2 separate regions of the Zea mays genome follow, and region 1 is linked to region 2. The links are chromatin contacts, called in public Hi-C maps. All regions are on one chromosome and are shown on one strand. The core of a region is the stretch at or near the end of the contact, and the rest is flanking DNA. Distances in the headings are between cores, read along the strand shown. Region 1 holds the start of LOC100382201 (CASP-like protein 1U2). Region 2 holds the start of LOC103648021.

Region 1 (5,292 bases), core at 1,982-4,481, 150 kb before region 2:
GTTTTTTGACATTCGACAAAGAGCCCTTTGCTAGTAACTTTTTTGTCGTACTCTTTGCCAAATGTGACACTCGACAAACGGTTGCCAAGTGTGTTTCTGGCTTTGCCATGTGCCTGTAGCATTCGGCAAAGTTGTTGATGCAGTACTGTGGTGATAGACATGCTGGTCATTTATAATGACCCACATTTAGTATATCATAGAGTGATAGGTTGAACAGGACTTATCACCAACTAAACCGAGGCTAGTGCCTGAGGTAAGCAAGTTTAGAACAAACCTTATTGTTAACTTTTAGTTCTGTCACTACCAGAATTCGGCTCTTTGCCGAGTGTTTGGCGCTTTGCCGAGTGCCACTCTTGGCATAGACCTAATTTAACGAGGGCAAAACCCTCGGCATAGAAAGACACTCGGCAAAGGCTCGGTGAAATGCAACACTCGACAAAGGGTCGTCAGCAACCATCTATAGTTGACGGCCGTTAACTTTGCCAAGTGTCAGATGTTGACACTCGGCAAAATATTTTTCTTTGCTGAGTGTTACCTACCAAACACTCGTCAAACTTTTATTTTGTTGAATGTCTTTCTTTGACACTCCACAAAGTATATTTATTTTTTTCTTTTTTCCTAAACTTTTTGTGGTGTGTTCCTACTGTATATATACCTACATGTTCAATCCTGGCACAATTATCAAAGTGTTTGCTATAACTATTATATTTATCTCGTTGAATTGAATTTCTCCGGATAATTCATATTTGAACTGCATGTCACTCGAAACATGAAAAACAATGAATTCAAAAATGGTATTCATATTATTTAGTACAAGTTACGGTCTATTTCAGGAACATACCAGAATTTTCGAGCACCATGCTCACAAAACATGATCGCGAACTTGCTATCCAGTTGTGCTTAAATTTTTATAAAACACAAAAAAAGTCAGAAAATCGTGTAACTTGTCAAGATGTCATGATATCATATGTAGAGACCGATAAAATTTTGACGTTGTTTCGTGTAAGTTGTCACACACTATGTGTAGAAACCTAGCAGGTTTCCAAAGAAGTTTTATGATTCCATGTGGACTGTGGCAAAGGGACCCACTAGAGCCTTTTTGCCGAGCGCTAGTTCAACACGCACTCAGCAAAGAGGGGGCCTTTACCGAGTGCCTCCTAGAGCACTCGACAAAGGGGCTGGCAAAGGGGCTCCTGGAGCCTTATATGCCGAGTGTCAGGTCCAGAAGGCACTCGACAAAGAGGGATCCTTTGCGGAGTGTCAGGTCGGACACTCGACAAAGGCTCTGTCACCGTCCCTTGGCGTCGTGACGGCGGCTTTTCTTTGCCGAGTACCAGGTGACACTCGGTAAAGTCTTTGCCGAGTGCCAGACGAAAAGTACTTGACAAAGAAGTCCTTGTCAATGTACAGTTCACCGACAAGAGTCACACTCGATAAAGAGTTTGCCGAGTGTTTTCTAGGCTTTACCGAGTGCCTGAAACACTCGGCAAAGCAGTTGTGTCTGGTAGTGTGTACCATAGTTATCCTCTCTCCTACATCAATCTATCTTGTCCTTAGATGTTGTTACAACTTACAACCCATGTTGAAACACATACATTCCATATAAATTTGTTAAAACCTTAGAATACTCCTAGGTGAAAGCAACAACTCTGTCCATACGCTTGTGGATGTCTGTGTGGGTCATTAAGATACCCAATTAATAAGCTTTTTGGCACTGTTATCGAGGAATCATTGTTGTTTTTATCTTTGGACTTAGCTTGTCCTCGTATATCTTCTTTACTTGTGTTATCTTAATTTCATTTCTTTTTGTCACTGTTATCGAGGAATCAAGGCTAGGTTTTCCACATTGATTAATTCTCAACCAGACTTGTCTATACCCGACTATTATGTGCTTTTGAAACATTTTTGTAAAACATAGTGTAGAATAAAAACAGAGGGGGGAGAGAGTTTGGCATAAATGTGGGGTCTATCGGCAACCATCTAGCTTGCCTTGTAGGGATACCAATTTAACCTGCAAATCTAAAACCCGACGGATACGAGTGAAGATTTTTACCACGGTTGCGTCACACCTGACTCGAAGTTTTGCGGGTGTGGGTGCGAGTTTCTATTCCAACCTTGGTGACACGCACCCGACCCGAATTTAGTTGGTTCTTTATTTTGCGTAAAAATGATTAAAATACAATAGTAATGACTTGTCCAATGATTCATGAAATATATTGTTGTTGCTCAACGTGATAATGCTTAAAATTGTGTGTGTATATATATATAACTTAATTATTGTTGGTACTAAATTGCTTATAACTAAATTATTTTTTTAAAAGTGTACACTAAATAAAAATCCACGGGTGACTTGAAACCCGACAGGTTCGGGAGTGGGTTTGGAATTGCATCCGCTAGAGCGATCACAAGCGAGTTTAGTTACGTTAGACTTCATGGATACGATCGTGGGTAGGTTTTTGCTCCACCCAAATCCGAACCCGATCCATTGCCATCCGTACCACCTCAACGGATGTGACCTGATTCCAAGTCCACACCTAGGACACTTAGATCAATATAGTAGGTTAAGTGTAGGTATTGTTCTATTATTTTTGCTTAAGGGTTCATCGTTCTTAATTGGTAATCTAATTTTAAGAATAAGATTAGAGTAGTAATCAATAGCTAGCGTATATGCATGGTGTCTAGGCTGTGGGTTACCTTTCTTTGCCTCGTACTCGTACATCATGAAGTGTAAGGGTAGACAGCAAGTGGTGACAGCCTTGTATCTCTTTCGTAGCCCGCGCGTTCGAGTACGGGTTACCTTTCTTATTGTCCTTGTATAGCCATAGATAAAAAACACATATATATTTCTTACGCAGTACAGCAGTCAGCAGGGTCAGCGTATGCAGCAGTAGAGAAGCTTGCCCCGCCCGTGATGACTGACCTGCATGCGCTGCGTGGAAAACCATGCCGCCAATGGCCCCTCACAACGACGCCGTCGTCGGCCCCTCAGTCGACGACGTCGCTGCCGCGACGACCTCAGTATGTTTTCCCTGACCATGGCGCCCCTAGCGACGACGACCGCGCCGGGCACAACAATCGAAGACGTCGTCGCTAACCGTGGTGTGACCCACCCCTATCAGCTGGGGCTCATCAATTAAAGACGTCATCGCTGTAGGTGTTCGTGATCTCGGCATAATAGTTGTATAAATAAACATATAAATAGGTGCTTGAAGCTAACAACTCTTGGCATCAGTAGCAGGAGCACAAAGTGCAGAAGCAGAGCCAGTCCTAACTGCTTAGCCAGGAAAGGTACGTGTACTCATCGTTTTGTAGAGACCTTTGGGTAGACATGGTTAAAAAAAATGGCCACTACATATACAAGTTAAGTCTAACTTGAATTTCGTGAAAATAATCTGTGTAGCAGAAGCAGAGCGTGCTTAGCCATGTACTCATCCAGCTGCCATGTGATGTCCGAGAAGCCAAACGGTTCCAAGGCGGTGACGCTGCTGCTCAGGCTGTCCACGCTGGTTCTGTCGCTCATCTCGGCGGTCGTCATGGCCACCGCCACCAGCGACTGCACCATCTACGGCCACGGCGGCGCCGCCAAGGTCACTATCATGTTCAAGAACTACCGGCCCTTCGTGTAAGTATATTTTCTTTTAATTTCTTCGTAAGCAGAGCATGATTAGATAACTAGATAGATATGATCTTACGTACGTCATCGTCGTTGCATCATCAATTATTCTAACTTCTGATAGTATATGCTCTACTCTACACACGTCGCTGCAGTTTCCTGGTAGTTTTGAACATCGCGGCGGCGGTGCTGGAGGCAGCAGCCATCTACCTACAGGTCGTGAAGGGCGACGACGGCGACGAGGCGCCCAAGCTTCCCCGGATCATCCTGGTTGTCCTCGACGTCGTGGTGCTCGCGCTGGTCAACGCGGCGACGGGCGCGGTGGTCGCGGCGGTCATCGCCTACGGCCCCGAGATCGACGCGTGCACCGTCGCAGGTGGTGGCCGATTCCGCGAGCAGGTGCGCAGGTCCGAGCTCCTGTCGATCGCCGCGAGCATCTCCGCTGTGTCCGCCGCCGTCGCTAAGGACGTGCCGCTGCCCTTCTCCGTGTGGCCCCTCTCGTCGGAATCAGGCGACTACTACTGATCTTGGTTATTATTTGTCAGGTGATGTTGAGTACTGTGAGTGTGAAGGCTTTCTGCCAGCGAAATTCCAATTTATGTCAACTGAATGCCACTACGATAAGCTATCCTTCGAAAAAATTTCAGCACAAATCATATATTTGATTTCCATCTGGCTGCTCCAGTTCAATTTTTTGGAACAAAAATGAATGTGTTGAACACCAAAATTTGCGGACCGTCTGGTCCTATGGTTCAGACGATTCGCACCCCCGCGATCAGATTGACTCATATGATTATCTTTATCTCATAGGATCGGACGGTTCACACCCCCGCGATCAGATTGACTCGGACGATTATCTTTATCTCGTGCGTGGTTATCATCTAATCACATAGAATATGTTGGCTATCGCCTAGGAATGGGATCAGACCTCTTCCCTATATATGAAGGGGTACGGCCGATTGAGAATCCCGAACACAATTTAATCGAACCAATCTATTACTTTTTTTATCATTCATGTCCTATGAATAGATGTAACGTAGTTGTAGTCGTAGTTTTCCGCATACCCACCTCCACGGCTCCACCCCTATTCGACTCTACGTCGTCTAGATCCGTCTTGGATGGCCTGCTGACCCCAAGACAACCCTTGGAAATCACCCTAACAAGCTTGGTCATCTACTATGAGGGCGATCTCTTCCTCGATCTGATTTCTTAATCAGATAAGCGACTGTACGTAGTCTCGGGATGCTCGGGTGGCCTGCCGACTCGGAGCACCCTAGGATCTCTCTCCTAAGGAGCGAGATCTAGGTTCCTGCGAGGAGGAAGATGACCCTATGCCATCGCTGACCATCCGATCTAGAGTGTGAACCATCCGGAGCAACACAGGGAAGGAGTTGCTCCTGCAGCGAGGTTATGGACCATTCGGCCCTGTGCTGCGGACCATCCGCACTCCCGAAGAGGGCACCTTCAGGCGGTACAAGCCTATTGATTGATGACCAGATTGGAGACTCCGCTGGGGACTTCATGCAACGCCTCACTATAAGTTACACCGTGACATCCGATGTTGTTCAATCTCCTAAAAGGTCTGTATGTGACGATCAAATTAAAAGTATGAATAAGTATATAGAGAAAATGAGGTGTACGCCTGATTTTGTCACCTAAATTGGGCACCGAAACAACCG
Region 2 (5,542 bases), core at 804-3,303:
GGGTATAAGTTAGGACACCCCCGTTGTCCAACAAACCCTAGCTAGGTACAGAGATAACCAACCACCGAGAATCGAGAAAGGGAGACAAGGGTGTGTAAGCGGTCACTCGTCGATCCGCGCAATCCCCATCGATGTGACCCCGTGGTTGGGTTCGGGGCGATCACTGGTGCATATAGAACCTAGGCATGAGTCGACTAACCGGGAGCATCCATGGAATTGCACTAATTGCTCATCGAAGCGACTTAAAATCTCAGACGTTGATCGTTAATCCAAGATCCTATAGAACATACCAGTTCGTTAATAAGATCAATTGTGCACATATGAGACACACTTGGATTTGCCCCTTAAATTCAAGTGTGACAGATTCCTCGCCATCTCGCTTCTATGCGCAACAATACATACAATCAAGCAAATAATGGATATGGTAACATTACACCAAAGATGAAAACAATTCACACATTATTATTTTACACGTCGCTACGAGATCATAGATTCGAGAACAACTAAAATCGAAGTTATAGTTAAAATGATATGGTTTTTGGAAGTTTTATGTGATTAAGTATTGAACTATGTTATTTTGATTAATACAAATTATGTGTAGAAAAGATATTCTAAATAAATAACAAATTTAACTTTTAATTCAAGTTTTATCTTGATTAGAAATCTTATTTTAGTCAAATTATAGATGGGTCAAATTAAAATACTATACTTAGATTAGAAAAGTGAATCCCATAAACTTAGGTTAAACAAGTATAGTTACTTATTTTTGAAAACATGTTGCGTGATAAAAATAATGTAACTAAAGTTTAGGCAATATTATTACGAACTTAACGCAACTTGAACGAAATAAAACAGAGTTAAAATGAGCAAGATATGATTTATGCAAGTTTTTACGCATTTTTATATTAATTCTATACCTAAAATAACTTCTAGGGTTTATTTTGAAAATACCAAGGATCCATCTGCAATTTATTTGCACACGAATAATCGATGGGTCTATTATGTAAAAACTCAGGGACGCTTTCGTAGTTATAGTCTACTGTTATAACCCTGAGCGGATCTAGAGCCATGCAGCCACCGAACCACGACTCAGATTAGAGACCGAACCGGTAGCACACTCCACCGTTGGATTCCAGATCAACAGACCAGAGACATCCATGTCATTGCCACGATCGTGATCGCACATCCATGATCGAACCACACACATCGCCCCTGTCAAACCATTACCTCTCATCTAATCTGAAACGTTCCGTTTGATTCTAAAATCATAGAGATTGATGAGAATTAGAAGGGATCTAGAGAAATTTGACTTGTACTGAATTTAATCTCGCTCAATCCCTATAAATTAGCACACAACTAACATTGCCTAAATGGAACAGCCTGGGACTCCTCCACTCTGCCCGATTCCGCACTGACGGCGGCGCTGCCCATTGTCGCGACGGTCATGCGCCGGCAGGAAATCACCGCAGTGCCGCCCTTGTGGTCGAACATTCCTATACCGACGAGCATTATATGAAGCGGTGGACAGGGCAAAATAGAAGAACGCATCCATGCCGACAACGAAGTGGAGGCCGAGGCTGGCCACGTCGATGGCGCCTCTGCGGCGGCTTCCGTATTCCGGTGAGCGATTACCCATGCCCTACTGCTCTAAGATGGACACCACGAACTGCTACGCAGGGAGGGGGAAGATGGTAGCGAAGGCCAGGGGAGTACCTGATGGCGCGGAGGCTTCGATTCACGGCGAATCGCGGCACCGGGGCGGAGATCCTGCTCCGTTGAGCAATACCCTGGGTACAAAGTCTTCACCGCGCCTGATTCCTTCGCGTACAGGTTCCTAGCGACCCAGGAGAACTCCGGCTTTTGACGGTGGCGGCGACTTCTTCTCTCTCCGCCCTCTCTGACCGTGGTGAGGCATTCGGAAGAGATGCTCTCTGCGTTTAGATGGCTCGAGAGGAGGCGCAGGCTCGAGTTATATAGGGTGGAGGTGAAGCCCCGGGTGATCGGATCCCGTCCAAATCGAGCGCAACAGTATTCTGTTGGAGATTTTGTTTTCAGGCGAGAAGCGAGAGATGACACGCGGGTCCCTGAGATCATTGACTCATTGAGGTGGCGGAAAAAGAAAAAGAAAGGAGCAAAGTTGGGCCGGCGGGTGAGAGTGAGTTGGGCCGGCCTACAAGGGCGTTAGTGGGTCGAACGGGCGAGCGGCCCACATGGGTGTTGTATAAGGGAAGGGATAGGTCGGCTGAGTGAGGAGGTTTCAGCCTAGAACGGTTGCATTCCTTTTCTTTTCATTTTTTTCTGTTTTCCTTTGCTATTTTCTAATTTCTTACTCAAATTCAAATTTAAGTTCAAGAATCAATATGAATACAAGTCAGTATGAAACAACCAAATAAAATACCAGTATGAAATGCAAAGTTCATTTTATTTATTTATTTTGAGAATTTAATATCAAATGCATAATTCACACAACCAAAATTTAAATAACCTTTCAATCTTGGGAACCACATAAACTTCTTCAAACCTTATTTTAAGGGTTTACAAATCCTACCCCCTTAAAGAGAATCTCGGCCTAGAGATTAGTACAGAGATAAGAGACTCTAATTTTGCTGTTCATTTTCTTCTTCACAGACTTCTTCATTTTGCGAGGAGGACGATGGGACTGGGACTGAAGTCGGTGCCAGGTGGAGGCGGAGCACGATGTCGGAGAGGACGACGATACCGAAGTCGTCTTCCTCATCATAAGAGTCGAAGTCGACCATGCAGAGCTCCACAGTGGAAGTGGGCAGTGGAGTAGTAGCAGTCGTCGAGGTCAAAAGACACGGAGTGGGGCGAGCGCCAATGCACCAGCCTCGGCGGGCACGGGTCCTGCGAGGGTGAGCGTGGCAGAGAGATGGGTGACGGCGAGGTCGAAAGTGGCCCTAGTCGAGCTGCCGCGAGGGTAGGGACGGTCGTGGCTGCCAGAGAAGTGGTCACCGGTGATCGAAGGGAGAGGGAGGTATGTGTTGCGCGAGTGCTTGGCGGTGGGGAGGTCGTGCGGGTAGTGGAGCCACGGGAACCAACGCGGGAGGGAGCAGGAGGGCGGCAAAGCGCGCCGGCCAAAGATGGTGAGTCCTGAAGGCTAGCCAAAGATGGCCAGTGATGGGAAGGCGATGGCGAGCGAGAAGCAATAGCGAGGTTGAAGAAGAGGCTTTTGGAACTTGGAAGCTGTTTGGCACTAGTAGAAAAGAGCTAAAAATCGGCGGTATGTTCAAATTTCCACTGAAAGTTTCGGTTACCAAACGTCAATGAAAACACAAGTGGGGCGACATTTTTTTACACAGAGTTTTTTTTATAGAGCACGAGTCGTTTACCGGGACTGTTGGAGTTGCTCTTATAAAGAGATACTAACAATTCAATTGTTTAAAATTATATTAGTAGCCATAACATATAATTTATGTAGATTATCACTTTAGATATATTTATAAATTTTAACTTAATATTTGACACATATGTGGAACCATAACTGCATATATAATTTGCCAGTCCTTTAAGATTATTTTGTAAAAAAAATCAATTCAAATATTGAAACCCTCGTGAGATTACTATTTTTAATGATTGCTAACGCTATTATAGTAGTTCTGACCAATATTCTATACGACGTAATATCTTTATTTTATGAAAGTGCAAAGAAAGAGTTAATAGAAGATATACTTCCAATTAAACTCCCAGAGAATATATAGGAGTGGTAGTTGGAGTCGATCACGTAACCGCCCCGCGCGGCCGCAGCTGCGTCGTAGATGTCAATATAATCATCCTTCAAGCTAGGGCGTCGCCCTCTAAAAAAGTGAACTTTCGCCAGGATTCGCCGCGTTATATTCAACTTAGGTTAGAGTTCATCTGTTAGCTGTAGGTCAAGCTCATATATGGAGTACGGTACCAGATTGATTGATGCCGGCCTTATTGTCTCGGCAATCGCCGCTGCCGTCGTCTACTTCCTGTACGGCAGCCACTTGCCCAACATGCCGGCGAGGAGACGGCGAGCCGTGGTCGCCGTCGTACTGCTAGTCCAAGTCGGGGTGCTCCTCTCCGCCGACCGCGACTTGACGAACATCGCCCTGCGCCTCGATGTCGAGGAGACGGAGTCGAAACTGTTGCGGATGGAGGAAATCAAGCGTATGTAACATATTCTTGAGATTTTTTTTAGTATATGTATTGATTGTTGGAGGGATGAAAAACGTGTACATATTCTGATATTAATGTTTTAAATTTTTTATAGTGAATAAATATGATATAGAATCTGCTATACAAATTGATATTTTTGTTTCTAGTATTGAGCTTGTACATATTTATAAAACATAAACCTTAAATTTATTTTATATATTTTTAAATAATAAATATAAAATTTGGTATCATTCAGATATGGATATGAATACTTTTTCAATTTTTTTTGTTGTAGGGAGCAAACAACGTATAAATTAATTTATACAAAATTTTGTTTTTATATGTAATAATGTGATTGATAACATAAGAAAAAAATAACATCAAATCCCGTTTATATCTATTTTAAAATATTGGATTTTTTTCTAAGAGTTCGCGTAGCCGTTTTTATCCCAAACTCAACATGTTTCTTTTGACCCTAGACGAGAGCAGAGTAATATTCTAGATCCTTGGATGCATGCAGAGGTTTACGGGAATCGCAATCACGACGTCGTGAGTGACTTGGCTAGTTTGCTGTCTAAGGATCCGACGAACTTCAAGATGAGTTTCACCAAAGCTAGGAGCCCAGACGGCACCGAGAACTCTGAACTGACCGTCACAATGAAAGATGCCCATGTTGATCAGCCTCTGGCAGATGCTGATCTGCAGCAGCCTGCAGCAGATGAGGACCACACGGCGGAAGAAACCATGGTATATATAGATGAGCTTTGCCGTCGATCTTGCGTACAGAAACGCCCAAATATATATGTCAATGTCTTTTGCATTTTAATTTTCTTGTGTTGGCAGAAGGATCGTCCGAAGCTAAACGACCACGAGGTTCCACTGTCGTCGAATGGAGACGGGATCGGGGAAGAGAAGCCCAACCCATAGAGAGTGTTCTCCATCCCCCAAGACCACGTCTTGTTTCTCGACTGCGAGGACGACGCCGAGCTCACGTGTCACACCCAGTTTTAGGAGACAAAAATAAATACATAACATATATGTGTTATTATTCATTTTTCAGACATAGGTTAACGTCACAAGTGTAATATATCAAAAAGACAATGCAATAAAGACGTAAATGAAAGTATAATAACTTTATTACATCATCCAGATTTAAGAGTATTAAACAGTATAATCATCAAAGTACAATAGAAATATCATGACTAATATCCCACAGGAAGATGATCAGAGTGTTACTAGACTCAGTACTCATCGCTATTGTCAAAGTCTTCCTCATCAACTTCTCATCAAAAATTTAGCAAGGGGTGAGCTCACTTACGGTGAGGGCTCAGCAAATGGGGGGAGTATGTCAGGTTAACAAGGTAGACTATGGTTAAGTGATAAGCATTTTAGTTGGTCAATA

Evidence for each region. A called contact is a pair of places that touch in the nucleus more often than the background predicts.
Region 1: a contact with region 2 is called in a Hi-C map of leaf, with 3 times the contacts expected there. The contact joins the promoter of LOC100382201 here to the promoter of LOC103648021 in region 2. A contact is called at or near these places in 4 of 25 Hi-C or Micro-C datasets (bundle sheath, ear and leaf).

The regions. Positions count from the first base shown.
Region 1 is chr2:229,710,045-229,715,336 of Zm-B73-REFERENCE-NAM-5.0, reverse strand. LOC100382201 (CASP-like protein 1U2) reads left to right here and starts at 3,231. Exons shown (of 3, transcript NM_001174960.1): 1 at 3,231-3,288; 2 at 3,404-3,622; 3 at 3,769-4,283. The coding sequence starts at 3,423. The coding sequence ends at 4,138.
Region 2 is chr2:229,561,434-229,566,975 of Zm-B73-REFERENCE-NAM-5.0, reverse strand. It overlaps LOC103648021, which reads right to left and starts at 2,053. Exons shown (of 4, transcript XM_008672521.4): 1 at 1,714-2,053.